3 separate regions of the Sus scrofa genome follow, and regions 1 and 3 are each linked to region 2. Evidence: chromatin contacts called from public Hi-C and HiChIP or PLAC-seq data. All regions are on one chromosome and are shown on one strand. Each heading gives the region's core, a stretch centred on a gene start, on an enhancer-like site or on the middle of the called end of the contact. The rest is flanking DNA. Distances are from core to core; before and after follow the strand shown.

What was found. A called contact is a pair of places that touch in the nucleus more often than the background predicts. HiChIP or PLAC-seq counts read pairs in DNA pulled down with a chosen protein or histone mark.
Region 1: a contact with region 2 is called in an H3K27ac HiChIP or PLAC-seq map of skeletal muscle, with 8 times the contacts expected there. The contact joins the enhancer-like site here to the promoter of PIEZO2 in region 2. A contact is called at or near these places in 7 of 47 Hi-C or Micro-C datasets (embryonic fibroblasts, fibroblasts, omental adipose tissue and 3 more) and 1 of 2 datasets of contacts at active chromatin or transcription factors (skeletal muscle).
Region 3: a Hi-C map of omental adipose tissue shows a contact between it and region 2, with 2.0 times the contacts expected there. The contact joins the enhancer-like site here to the promoter of PIEZO2 in region 2. A contact is called at or near these places in 18 of 47 Hi-C or Micro-C datasets (adipocytes, alveolar macrophages, embryonic fibroblasts and 11 more) and 1 of 2 datasets of contacts at active chromatin or transcription factors (skeletal muscle).

What each region holds. Positions count from the first base shown.
Region 1 is chr6:97,483,556-97,487,447 of Sscrofa11.1, forward strand. LOC110261160 (a long non-coding RNA gene) reads left to right here. Exons shown (of 3, transcript XR_002344992.1): 3 at 1,977-3,892. Among named protein-coding and RNA genes, the nearest start is that of GNAL, 56 kb to the left of the region's middle. Within about 2 kb of position 2,291, at least 4 of the 83 cell types and tissues checked have an H3K27ac peak or open chromatin away from gene starts, as enhancers often do. A contact at or near this core is called in skeletal muscle, where this site is marked.
Region 2 is chr6:97,642,318-97,646,015 of Sscrofa11.1, forward strand. PIEZO2 (piezo-type mechanosensitive ion channel component 2) reads left to right here and starts at 1,798. Exons shown (of 53, transcript XM_021096049.1): 1 at 1,798-1,923. The coding sequence starts at 1,860.
Region 3 is chr6:97,827,344-97,830,920 of Sscrofa11.1, forward strand. All of the region lies in intron 7 of PIEZO2 (piezo-type mechanosensitive ion channel component 2), which reads left to right. Among named protein-coding and RNA genes, the nearest start is that of NAPG, 150 kb to the right of the region's middle. Within about 2 kb of position 2,103, at least 1 of the 83 cell types and tissues checked has an H3K27ac peak or open chromatin away from gene starts, as enhancers often do. A contact at or near this core is called in omental adipose tissue, where this site is marked.

The sequences.
Region 1 (3,892 bases), core at 1,041-3,540, 160 kb before region 2:
CAGGAATGTCTTAGACTGTCCACTTCCTGGGTTTCTCAGGATAAGAATCTCTCAGGTGACCAGATGCCATTCACGGCTGCTTGTCTAGAGTCAGGAAGGACCCAGAGGTGGGACCTCTTCCCTTCTCGGGGTGCCTGTTGGGGGTGCTTCTGGAAAGGAAGGCAAGAGTCAGAAGAAAATACTGATTTGAGCGCATTTCTGGTGTTCTTTGCATTGCCTGCCCTGCAGTCCACACAAGGGAGACACTGCCATGCGGTCGTAGTCACACGTGGAACTGGGGTGGAGGGGAGACCTTGATTTGTGCCCCGGTGTCTTTTGCAGAAGCTGCTTGATTAAAACCACAAACACACATGCAATTAAACACACACACACACACACACAGAACTATAAGGATGCTCGTGTTAGTTCACATAGTTTTGAAAGGTAGCTCAGGAATATGAAGGAACATGGCTCTTATACTTTTTTGTTAGAGGACAGAATAGCAGGGGGCCAAGCTGCTTGCTTAAGTGTTTCCCTGTTTTACTTAAGAAAAAAATGGAGAAAACATTCTCAGTCAGGAGTTGTGGGGTCACATGTATCATGACTGGTGGAGACGCTGGCACCTTCAAAATGTTGATTCAAAAAGGTTGGGGTGGAGTTCCCATCGTGGCTCAGCAGAAACAAATCCGACTAGGAACCATGAGGTTTCGGGTTCAATCCCTGGCCTCGCTCAGTGGGTTAAGGATCCTGTGTTGCCCTGAGCTGTGTTGTAGGTCGCAGATGTGGCTTGGATCCCATGTTGCTGGGTCTCTGGCGTAGGCTGGTGGCTACAGCTCCAATTCGACCCTTAGCCTGGGAACCTCCATATGCCACAGGTGTGGCCCTCAATAGACAAAAAGACAAAAAGACAAAAAAAAAAAAAAAAAAAAAAAAAAAAGGGTGGGGTGAGGTGCTCCAATTGCAAAAACACCAGATAGCACAGACATTCTGACCTCACCTCAAAGCATGACTTTTGATTTTTTCTTTTAAAGAAAATTGCTCATAAAGATCCATAACCCCCCAAAAGAAGAAAAGAACTTCAGATAATCAACAAGTATTACAGGCATATTTATTGGGCTGCACATATTAAAAAATACTGCAGTGCAGTATTTGTAGCTAAAAAAGAATTTTACAAGAACTAGTGTTAAATGGTTTCAAAAGGTGGGAAATCTCATGTATAGAATACAGGCCACAGGAAAAGGAAAGGATTGCTCACAACAGGAAGAGAGCAGCAGAGAACAACGAAAATTAGGATTTTTTCCCGTTCTGCATCTTTCTGCTCAGAGTTTCAGATGACATCACAGTTACCATTTGGTCAATACACCCTCTAGAAGCAACAGAGAAGTGGGACATCGTTTTTGACCTCAGGTTCAGACGGAAAAGGTATGCAGATAAATGTTAGAAAATAAAGACAGCTTCTCCTCTGCCTAGTATACAGTGTTTCTATTTCCTACAAATTGTACAATTTGCTTAAAATCCCTTCTCCCATTTTTATCTCCCTTTTCTCTCTTCCCCTGTGGAATTTTAGGTACAAGTTATCTATAGCTTTAAAGAGACATTCTAGAAATTTTAAGATGTTAAAAATCATTTTTTTTAAAGAGAAAATAAATGCATTGCTGTCAGGTGTTTTTAAAAGCTCTATTTTTTTAATGAAAAAATACACAGGAATGTAAACATAGGCTTAAACTTTAAATAAATAAATTACAACAGACTGTGAATACAGGAATCTGAATGGGAGGTCTAAGATAATTTTCATGTTAAAGAGTTGAATTTACCTTTTTGAAAAGAAACAACTTTGGGGGCTATTTAATGGTAAAGTAGTAGTTTGGAACTGGCAGGAAGGAAATAAGGTATTTGTTAAAATGAAAGGCATTTTTTGTTGCTGAAGATACTCTCTATTGGTACCAAGTTTGAGGTGACTTTAACCCCTTTCAAATTTGGTTTCATTATTTCCACAGCCCGTGACAGGCTCATCGTCTCCAAATCAAGCGTCACTGAAACACTCAGTTGGCCAATGGCCAGACTGCTGCCCTGCCCAGGACAGGTGGGGAAGCGGCTGTATCCACGTGGTGCTTTGTTCATGGACTTGCCTGCAGATTCGTGCTTTTGAGACCCCCTTCTTGGATTTTTGAGTGGACTTGTATGTGTGTTTTTCAGTAGTGCGGTTCTGGGGGGAAATGACCCATAGCTTTCACGTTCCTCATGGCTGTGGAATCCCCCCAAAAACATTAAGGCCGAATTAGCTTTCACAAAGTGCCACTAGAGGATGCTCGCCAGCCAGCAGCAGGGCCAGAATCCACTCCAGCCTGCTTGACTGTACAGAAGAGGCTTAAAATAGTTTACACACAGTTAAAAGACTTTCTGATTCTTTCCGATACTGTGCTCTTAGGAGTAGCAGTTAACAGCAGGGCCCCATACTGTACTCTCAGGAGTAACAGTAATAGTTAACAGAGTTAACAGCAGGGCTCTGCCCCCGCCCCCCATAGTACTCTTGGGAGTAATGGTAACAGTTAACAGCAGGCCCCCCCGGTACTGTGCTCCCAGGAGTAACAGTAATAGTTAATAGCGGCCCCCATACCGTACTTTCAGGAGTAACAGTAACAGTTAACAGTGGCCAAGTTCCTTTCCCTTTGATGTCTTGCCACTTTATGGTATGGATTGGGAAATGTTAATTAGGAGAATAAAAACAAATTGCACCTACATATTCTGTTGGCTTTTGGACAATGCACGTCTGGATTTTCCTCATGTTTGGGTTTTGTAAAATCTATTTTGAATCAGTGTGATTTAACAGGACGTCTACTTAGTAGTTACCATCCTGGGCAAATTTAATGAGATTCTGTTTCTTCATCTGAAAAATGGGCTCCTTCTGTCCATTTCACAAGGCTTCTGTGATGATTTAGTGAGGATGTTTGTGAAGGAACCTGGCCCATAAGAATGGCTAAAGAATTTATTAAACCAGAATTCAATGTGTTAATATCTTAATGCTTTTCTCTATTTTCAGGTATTCTGTATTATGTATGTCCCGAGTAAAATCATTTATATAAAATCTTATAAAACAGAAAGAGCCTTTTTTCTGGAAAGTTATAACTTTCAGCTCATCAATAGCCAAGAAGTTCTTATCCAACATTCCATCTCCACTGGAATTAAACGTAAGATGGAAAGCAGAATATATTTTCCAACATAGGGTGTTTATAGCTTTGATTTTAGGGCCAATAATGATTGAAAAGCGTATTTAACATCTAACACTATAAACTAGACATTCCTGTCCAGTGGATCAGCTTTGCCAGTTCAAGAAAAACACTATTAATCGTGATAATTTTCAACATTAAACACACTCTTATTAACAAGAAAACAAAAAGCTTTGTAAATCTTCATGTTACTCTTTGTTCCCATGAACATTTTCATTTTGGTAGGAAATCAAGTCTCGTTTTTAGCTGTTGAGCACAGCCAGCCCGGGGCTGACCCAAAAATTCACTCAAGAGCTTTTGGACAAGTTGAGCTTCTTTCACACGTGTGTGTTGACCCCACTGCTCTGCTAGGCATGGAAGGTTTGATGGATGATTAATTAGGGATTTTTATCTTATTCCTTATTTTTATTTTATCTTGTCTCAACAGGCTCTCCTTCTAAAGTTAGAATATATGCGAATGGTCCTTTTAGCACTGGAAATGGGGAGGTGTGGTATCCCTGACATGTGGTTGGAACAGGCCATGGAGGACTCTTCTTTTGGCCTCTGGGTCCCTTCCTATGAGCGACGTGGTCACATCCTTTAGTTGTGGGTAGAATTCTTCTCCAGACCAGATCACCCAGCCATCGCTGTTGCTGTGCCTGGGCCAGGACCCTCATGGGTCAGCTCAGGGACCACAAGATGCTCTT
Region 2 (3,698 bases), core at 548-3,047:
TGCTTCCAGTCTTCAGAAAAAAAGTAATGCGTCACAGTTTGTCATTCTCAGGGACTTTGTGAAGGCATCTGACTCAAAAACACAAGCTTACTATAATTCAAGAAAGGGCGACCTGGTTGTTTAACACAGAGAACCAAGGTTTGTGTAATTTCCATCCGCCGACTTCCATCATCCAAAACCATTTCAACCCAGAACGCCAGTGAGCAATACAAGTCAACATCTTCCTTCTCTGTCCTCTGGATGCAAACGCCAGTTCTGAACTGTCCTCTCTGCAGACCAGACCACTTACTTCTGGTCCTCAGGGCTGCAGCCCATCCCCCGCTGTTGGATAAACCTGAAATGAGGGACCCAGCCTCGCTGCCATCTCCCAGCTGGAACCACAGCTCTCTAGGTCTCACAGAGAGAACGAGAAAAAAGGAAGGTTAAGAGGAGATCAGGGAAACAATGTACTCTTCCCAGGGGCCATGACAAGCAACAAATAAGCCCGAGGCGAAAACAAGAGCGCTCCACAATATACAAAGTGGGTGCACATCCGAATCCGTGCCCATTGCTGAAGGATCCTGAGCCCCGTCAGAGCTGAAACTTCACACAAGATTGAATATGGACAGGGTCACTGGTTGGATTCTGCTTCTCTTCTTCTCAATCAGTGCAAGTGGGCACGTGTGGACCTGGCACACGTGACAGTCCCATAAAGTTGTCTAAGGCTGCCCTCCAGTCGCCTGTGCACCATTCCTCTAGCATTAAAGGACTCCCTGGGCTGGGGCGAGCTCAGGCTGCGCCCTTTGGACATGATGCCACGACGGTTCCTTCTGTCTGCAGAACCACGGACGAGGCAGCGCGATAGGAGTGCGAACTAGCTCCTGGTCGCCGGCTCTGAAGCCGGGTCTCCCCCTGCACCCTAGCCCCGTGCCCCCTCCCGGTGCCCCCGCCTCCGGCAGCCCAGGGGGCGGGACCCGGCGCGCCGCTCCCGAGCCGCCCTCCCATTGGCCTGCGCGCACGCCCGTCCGCGAGCGCGGCTTCGAAAGTTTCAGTGAAGGTGGAGAAGTGCGCGCCCGCCCGGGAGCCGGGGCTGCGCCTCCAGGGCGAGGCAGCACCGCGCGGGTCGGGGGCGCGCTGGCCGCCGGGCGGCGTTCAGTTTTCATTTTACTCGTTTAAGTCGAGGCCGCGGAGGAGGGAGTGGAGGCTGGCCCCCTCGCGTGCCTTCGTCTCGACCTCTGGCCGCTGTCCCGCGAGCCCCGCGCTGTCGGGGATGGTTCCGCGCGCCCAGCAGCTCGAGCCCGGGTCTCTCCCGCCCGAAGTCCCGGGGCGTAGAGGCTGAGACGCGCGCTGCTCCGGGAGCCGCGGCGGGGCCGCTCCGGGCCGGGGCTACTCCCAGGAACCCGGCCGAGCTGCGTGGGCAGAGGGCCGGGCCGGCAGCCCAGGCGCCTTGGCTTGGAGGCGTATCGGCGGAGAAACTCCCTGCCGCCCCTGAGCGGCGCCCCAGGAGCTGACGGAAGGACAGCACGCCCTTCTCGCCCCTTCCCCGCCGCGCCGCCCCGCGGGACCCTCCCAAAGCGCCCCGGCCTCCAACACCGGCTGCAGAAGCCGCCGACGCCGGATCGGGAAGTTCCACACTGGATGGGACGGCTGTGCGAGGCCGGGCGCCCGGCGAGGGGGCTTCCTAGAGCTTGGTGAGCGGCGGCCGGGGGAGCGGAGAGCGCGCCTTCGGGGCGCATAACGCGGCGGCCCTCGCCCAGGCGATGCCCCGGCGGCTTCGAGCCGCCGGCCGCAGGAGGCCCTAGGCGGGTATGGGCTTGGCACCCGAGTCCTAGGGACCCGCGAGCCGCGCCCCTCTGCTCGGACTCGCCGGACTGACCGCGATGGCCTCGGAAGTGGTCTGCGGGCTCATCTTCAGGCTGCTGCTCCCCATCTGCCTGGCAGTAGGTGAGTGTTTTCCGACTGGGGGCGAGTGAGAGGGGCGCCTGGGGATGGGGTGGTCTTTGGAGAATCCAGGTCGCAGTGGCCTGGACTTGGTTCAAGAAGCACGCGCCGCGGTCCTGAGTGTTACAACCAGGTACTCGCACTTCCCGCGCCGTCGCACCACCGGGGTCTCCATGATTAGGGTCTCTCTTACCCGTCCAGCTGCAGAGTCCAGGCGATTGATCGGACTCGGCGTGGGCTGAAGGCTGTGCTGAACTTAGTCACACGTGGAATTTTTCGCGGAGTGCTGACTTGTGCACAAAGGATCCGAATCTGGCCTGAAGGCAGCTGGAGACCCCTTTCCCAGGTGCAGCACTCATCCTATTACAGTCCCTCGCCCCTGTCCCTAGACACAGGGCACACGGTGCATCCAACGGTTCCGAGGCCATCTCTCCCCTATCCCATATTACAGCCACTGTGATGGAAGAGTTAAGAACTCAGGTCCTTTTAAAAAGGAAAGGACGGTTCAGGGAGGCAGCGCCCTGAAGTTGCTTCCTTCATTTTACTCCCACAAAAGCCCGTACAACAAAAGCAGACACCAGGACCCAATCTCGCAATCCAGCACCCGTGGGGACAGATCCGTAGAGGGTTAGGAAGCCACACTGGGACTTCGAGGGTTAAGGGAGGGCCAGAAGGGAGCCTTGCTGACTCCCAGGCAAAGGTCCCACCATCTCTAGGGCTAGGGGGGTGTGAAAAGCCACTGGCTGTCAGATCTGAGGACACTGGCCCTGCCATGGCCTTGGGGTGAGAGTTTCTGTGTTCCCCCTCTAATAGGTGTGTCTGCTACACAGAACCCCACACCTGTGGTGGCTGTGGGCACCTAGATTTCCCCTCCCCCCACCAGAGCTGGAAAACAAAGCACTTCTTACCAAAGAGCAATTGAATTTACAGAGAGAGCCTGCCCTTTGCAGAAAAAAACAAAAACAGAAACAAAAACACACCACCCAAAACACCCTTTTCCATTTTGCCAGAGGTGGGGACTCAAGATCACACCTGTGCTAAGCATTTTCTTTGAGCAGGTAATCTAAAAGTGGCTGGGGTGGGTGGGTGGGTTCATGAGGGTCCATCCCAGCTCCCCAAGGGTGTGTGTGTGTGTGTGTGTGTGTGTGTGTGAGGTTGTAGTCAAGTATTAACACGCAAGAAACATCCGTGGAAAACCCGAGAAGGCTCTCTGAGTGGAACCAGTCCCTGGCTCTGGAGGCCTGGTCCTGGGGCAGGAGGAGGGGCAGTGCATTCTAGCTTCAGCCTCTTCTTTGCCACTTTGGCTTCCAGGCAGGACCATTTTGCAGGGCTCTTTGTCCTTGATATTCGCCCCTGTAGGCGAAGCAGCTCCCACCCAAGCCCACTTGGGTCTCTCTCCTCCCCAGTTTGCTGGAGTTTGAGAAGAAAAGAGGCTTTAGGAAAGCGATCTGGGGAAACAACGCTGGCTGCTTCTGGTGCAAACACAGGGTGTCCATCTGGGGACCCGCTCTGTATTTGAAGGGCCTAGCTAGGTGCCTGGCTCACTTCCTATTTGCAGAGTGGAAGCTGGTTCCTAGGTTAACCAGGGGCTTTTGATGTTGGCCTATTTGTGGTTGCCAGTGAGGTGGGGAGTGGCACCAGGGTCAGAAGGCGCTCCCCTGGCCTCCGAACTCCCTCCACCCCACCTCCCCTCCTACCCCCACCTCCCCTTCTTCCCCCACCACCCAACCACAGGGTGGTGGCTTCCTGGTACTTTTGGAAGAGTTATACAGGTGGGT
Region 3 (3,577 bases), core at 853-3,352, 190 kb after region 2:
GTCAACTCACTGCTGAATTTCCTTGTGAAGAAGAGACTGCAGGTGATTCTGAGGTGAAGTCATCTTGAAACAGTTTTGGACACAAGGCAGATTCTTTGTTTTCTCACTTTAAATTATCTAGACAATACAGGCAGAAGTTCTGACATGGACCAGGGTGAGGGTTTGGTGGGAGGGTCAAACATCTAGTCTACTGTTTTCTTAATCATGACATAGGGAATGAAGAAACCCATAAATTTATTTCTCAACCTGAACCACGAACGTATTCATGGTGAGCACTGAAATGGGTGTGTGGCTGAATACCCTTTAAGTTGCTTTTTTTTTTTTTTTTTTTTTTTTTTGGCTTTTAGGGCTGAACCCATGGCATATAGAAGTTCCCAGGCTTGGGGTCAAATCAGAGATGCAGCTGCTGGCCTACACCACAGCCATAGCAACACGGGATCTGAGCCTTGTCTGCGACCCACACCACAGCTGACGGCAATGCCAGATCCTTAACCCACTGAGCAAGGGCAGGGATCGAACTTGCATCCTCCTGATCCTAGTCAGGATCATTAACCGCTGAGCCACAAAGGGAACTCCCCAAGTTGCATCTTATAATCTCTACTTGTCTTTCATTCTGCTGACCTCTGAACTTTTTCTAGAATGTTCACAGGAGTCACTGCAGGAGTTGGACTTCTTTGCTCAAATTCACAGCTTTGTTGTTTTGCTGCTTTTTGAACCTGAAAATGTGTAGTTGAAGAATGAATGTGAGTTGTGGGAAGAAATGGGAGAGATTTTCAGGCCATCCTCTGTGGAGGCAGCTTTCTACATTAAATAAATACACAATGATTTCTCCATTGTACTTTCAATGTCTTATTTCAATAAATCAGTGTAAGAAAATTCATTAAGTTCAGTGAAGGAAAAGCTCATGTTTATTCCAGTGTTAAAACAATGTAAGAAAGAAAAAGCAGGAGTTCCCATCATACCTCAGTGGTTAACGAATCCGACTAGGAACCATGAGGTTGCGGGTTCGATCCCTGGCCTTGCTCAGTGGGTTAGGGATCCGGCGTTGCTGTGAGCTATGGTGTAGGTTACAGACGCAGCTTGGATCCCTGCATTGCTGTGGCTGTGGCGTGGGCCAGTGGCTACAGCTCCCATTCAACCCCTGGTCTGGGAACCTCCATATGCCGCAGGAGCGGCCCAAGAAATGGCAAAAAGACAAAAAAAAAAAAAAAAGAAAAAGAAAAAGAAAAAGAAAAAAGAAAGAAAGAAAAAGCAAAGCCTCAAACTCCAGCATCACTATTTATTCTGTGGCAAATGAGAGACATGTTTAAAAAAACAAGCGTGGAAAGTACAGTATCACTTATTATATTTACCCTACTTTTATACTAGTGATGAAAATGTCAATAATACGTAAGGAGTAATAACAGCCCCAGTGTATGTCTTGGAGAAGCCAGTGGTCCTTTAGAAAAGGACACAGTGCAGTCAGCTCTTGTGTTGAGTCTGGTGCAGCTGGCTGTGCGCATGGTTGTATGATCTGGGTTGTTCATGCAAATGCAGGTTTGCAGCCTCACCCAGGATGCTATGGTGCCCATCGTCTTTAGAGCCACTTGAGCTTTGCTAACAGAAATGGCACAGGAAGACTAGGTTATTTTTAATGCCAGCTAGTTGGCAAGACTTCCTCTGAAAGCGGTCCAGTGTGGGGAAAATTAATGTAAAGGGGATCATTTTCCCACTGAGGAGTGTATAAACGGACCCAACCTGCTAACACTGGCCCTTTCCTCGGTTAAACAATAATTCGTAGAGTGGGTAGGTGACATAACAATAACCAAACTTTTGGTTTCCTTTTGAAAAGATTCATTCTTTTGTTGAAGTACAGTTGATTTACAATGTTGTGTTGATTTCAGGTGCATAGCACAGTGATTCACTTTGAAGATTCTTATGACTGAGTGTCAGGTCTCAGACCCAGGTCCTTTGTGTGCTTCTAAAAGGCGAAAAATAGCCAAGAGAAATGAATTGGCTTTCCACAGATAAATGGAAAATCAGTAAATTCTTGAACCCCTGAGTCTGGGCGATTCCCCCCCAACCTGATGGTTACCTGGGGCCAGGATCCCTGGGAAATGGGTGCCCACCCAGGCTGACACCTGACATCTTGTACAACACAGCCACAGCCCCTGACCAGACAGGGACCTTCACACCAGCTGTCCGTCCAGCCAGAGACCTGAAACTTCCCAGCCTTGACCCATGGTGTCACCTTTGCTACCAAGGGCATCTCCCAGGAAGGGTCCCTCCCTGTTTGCAGGGAGGTTCTGCCCTGTCCTATGGGCCCCGAATGCCCTGGTTGACATGATAGACAGGCTCGTTCGAGAACCTTCGTTTCTGCAGAGCAGCTCCCCACACACATCACAGGAAGACAGGACCTTTCGGCCCACGTGCGGTCTGGGCTGTCCAGGATAGAGTGGGATCCAGTGGACCTTGCCAGGTGAAAAAATGACTCATTTTACATTTAATCTTGCAAAATAGGAGGAGGAATAGAGATTAGGCATAGTCGGCAGTTATGATTTTTTTCTACATTTGCTCCAAATGATTAGTATTAATGAACATATTACCAACTATGCCTGGAAGGTCCATTTAGGTGCTTTCAACTTTAAAAATTAATAGCAAATTAATGATGGTAGAATTTCTGGTGGTAGGAAGACGGACTCTTCCTTCAAGTTAAGATAACAGCTTATGAAAAATTAAAGTGATCTTTTAAGAAAGGGCGTTTTGGAACAAAACAATTATTTTGCTATCAGACTTTTTATTGGAAAGTGTGACCATCTTGTTTATTAGAATTAAGATTCTCATTCACAGTCTGGATTTTAATTCAGTGCAGTAACACCTCATTAATTTTTTAGGTTGTAGATAAGCTGATTTGGCTGACTTGCAAAGTATTTTGAGGATAAATATACCGAATGATGTTGCCTCATAACCATTTGGCTTCCTGAAGTGCAGAATGTTACTTAGGCAGTAACTTTGGCTGTAAGCGTCTTTGTTTTGGTTCCAAGCAACTGTGACTCAAGGATGAAAGGTTAGCACTACAAATGAGAACCAAGAGGCTTTGATTTTTCTCTTCAGATTTTCTCTCAAGAAGCTTTTTTTCTGAGAAAAACATTTAGTCTTTCATCAAGTCTGATGTTGACTGAAGGTTTGCATAGGTTTTTTGTTAGGTTGACCAAAATCCCCATATATTCTTAGTTTGATGAGTTCTAATCCACAATCGATATTCAATTTTGTCAAAACGCTTTTTCTGCATCTATTGAGATTACTTTTTAAATTCTTTTCTAATTTTAATATAGTGAATTGATTTTTTATATTAAACCACCCTGGTATTTCTAGCATAAATCTCACTTGATCAAGGGATATTATCCTTTTTACATATTCTCAAATTTGAACTGATCAAATTTTGTTTAGAATTTTCTCATCTGTGTTCATAAGAGATAATGGCCCGTAGTTTTCTTTTATTGGGATGCCCTTGGTTTTCATATGGAGTAATGATTCAGGTATTTCAAGTATTTCCTGTTTTACAGTAATCGGAAGAGCTGGTTTAGAATTTGTATTA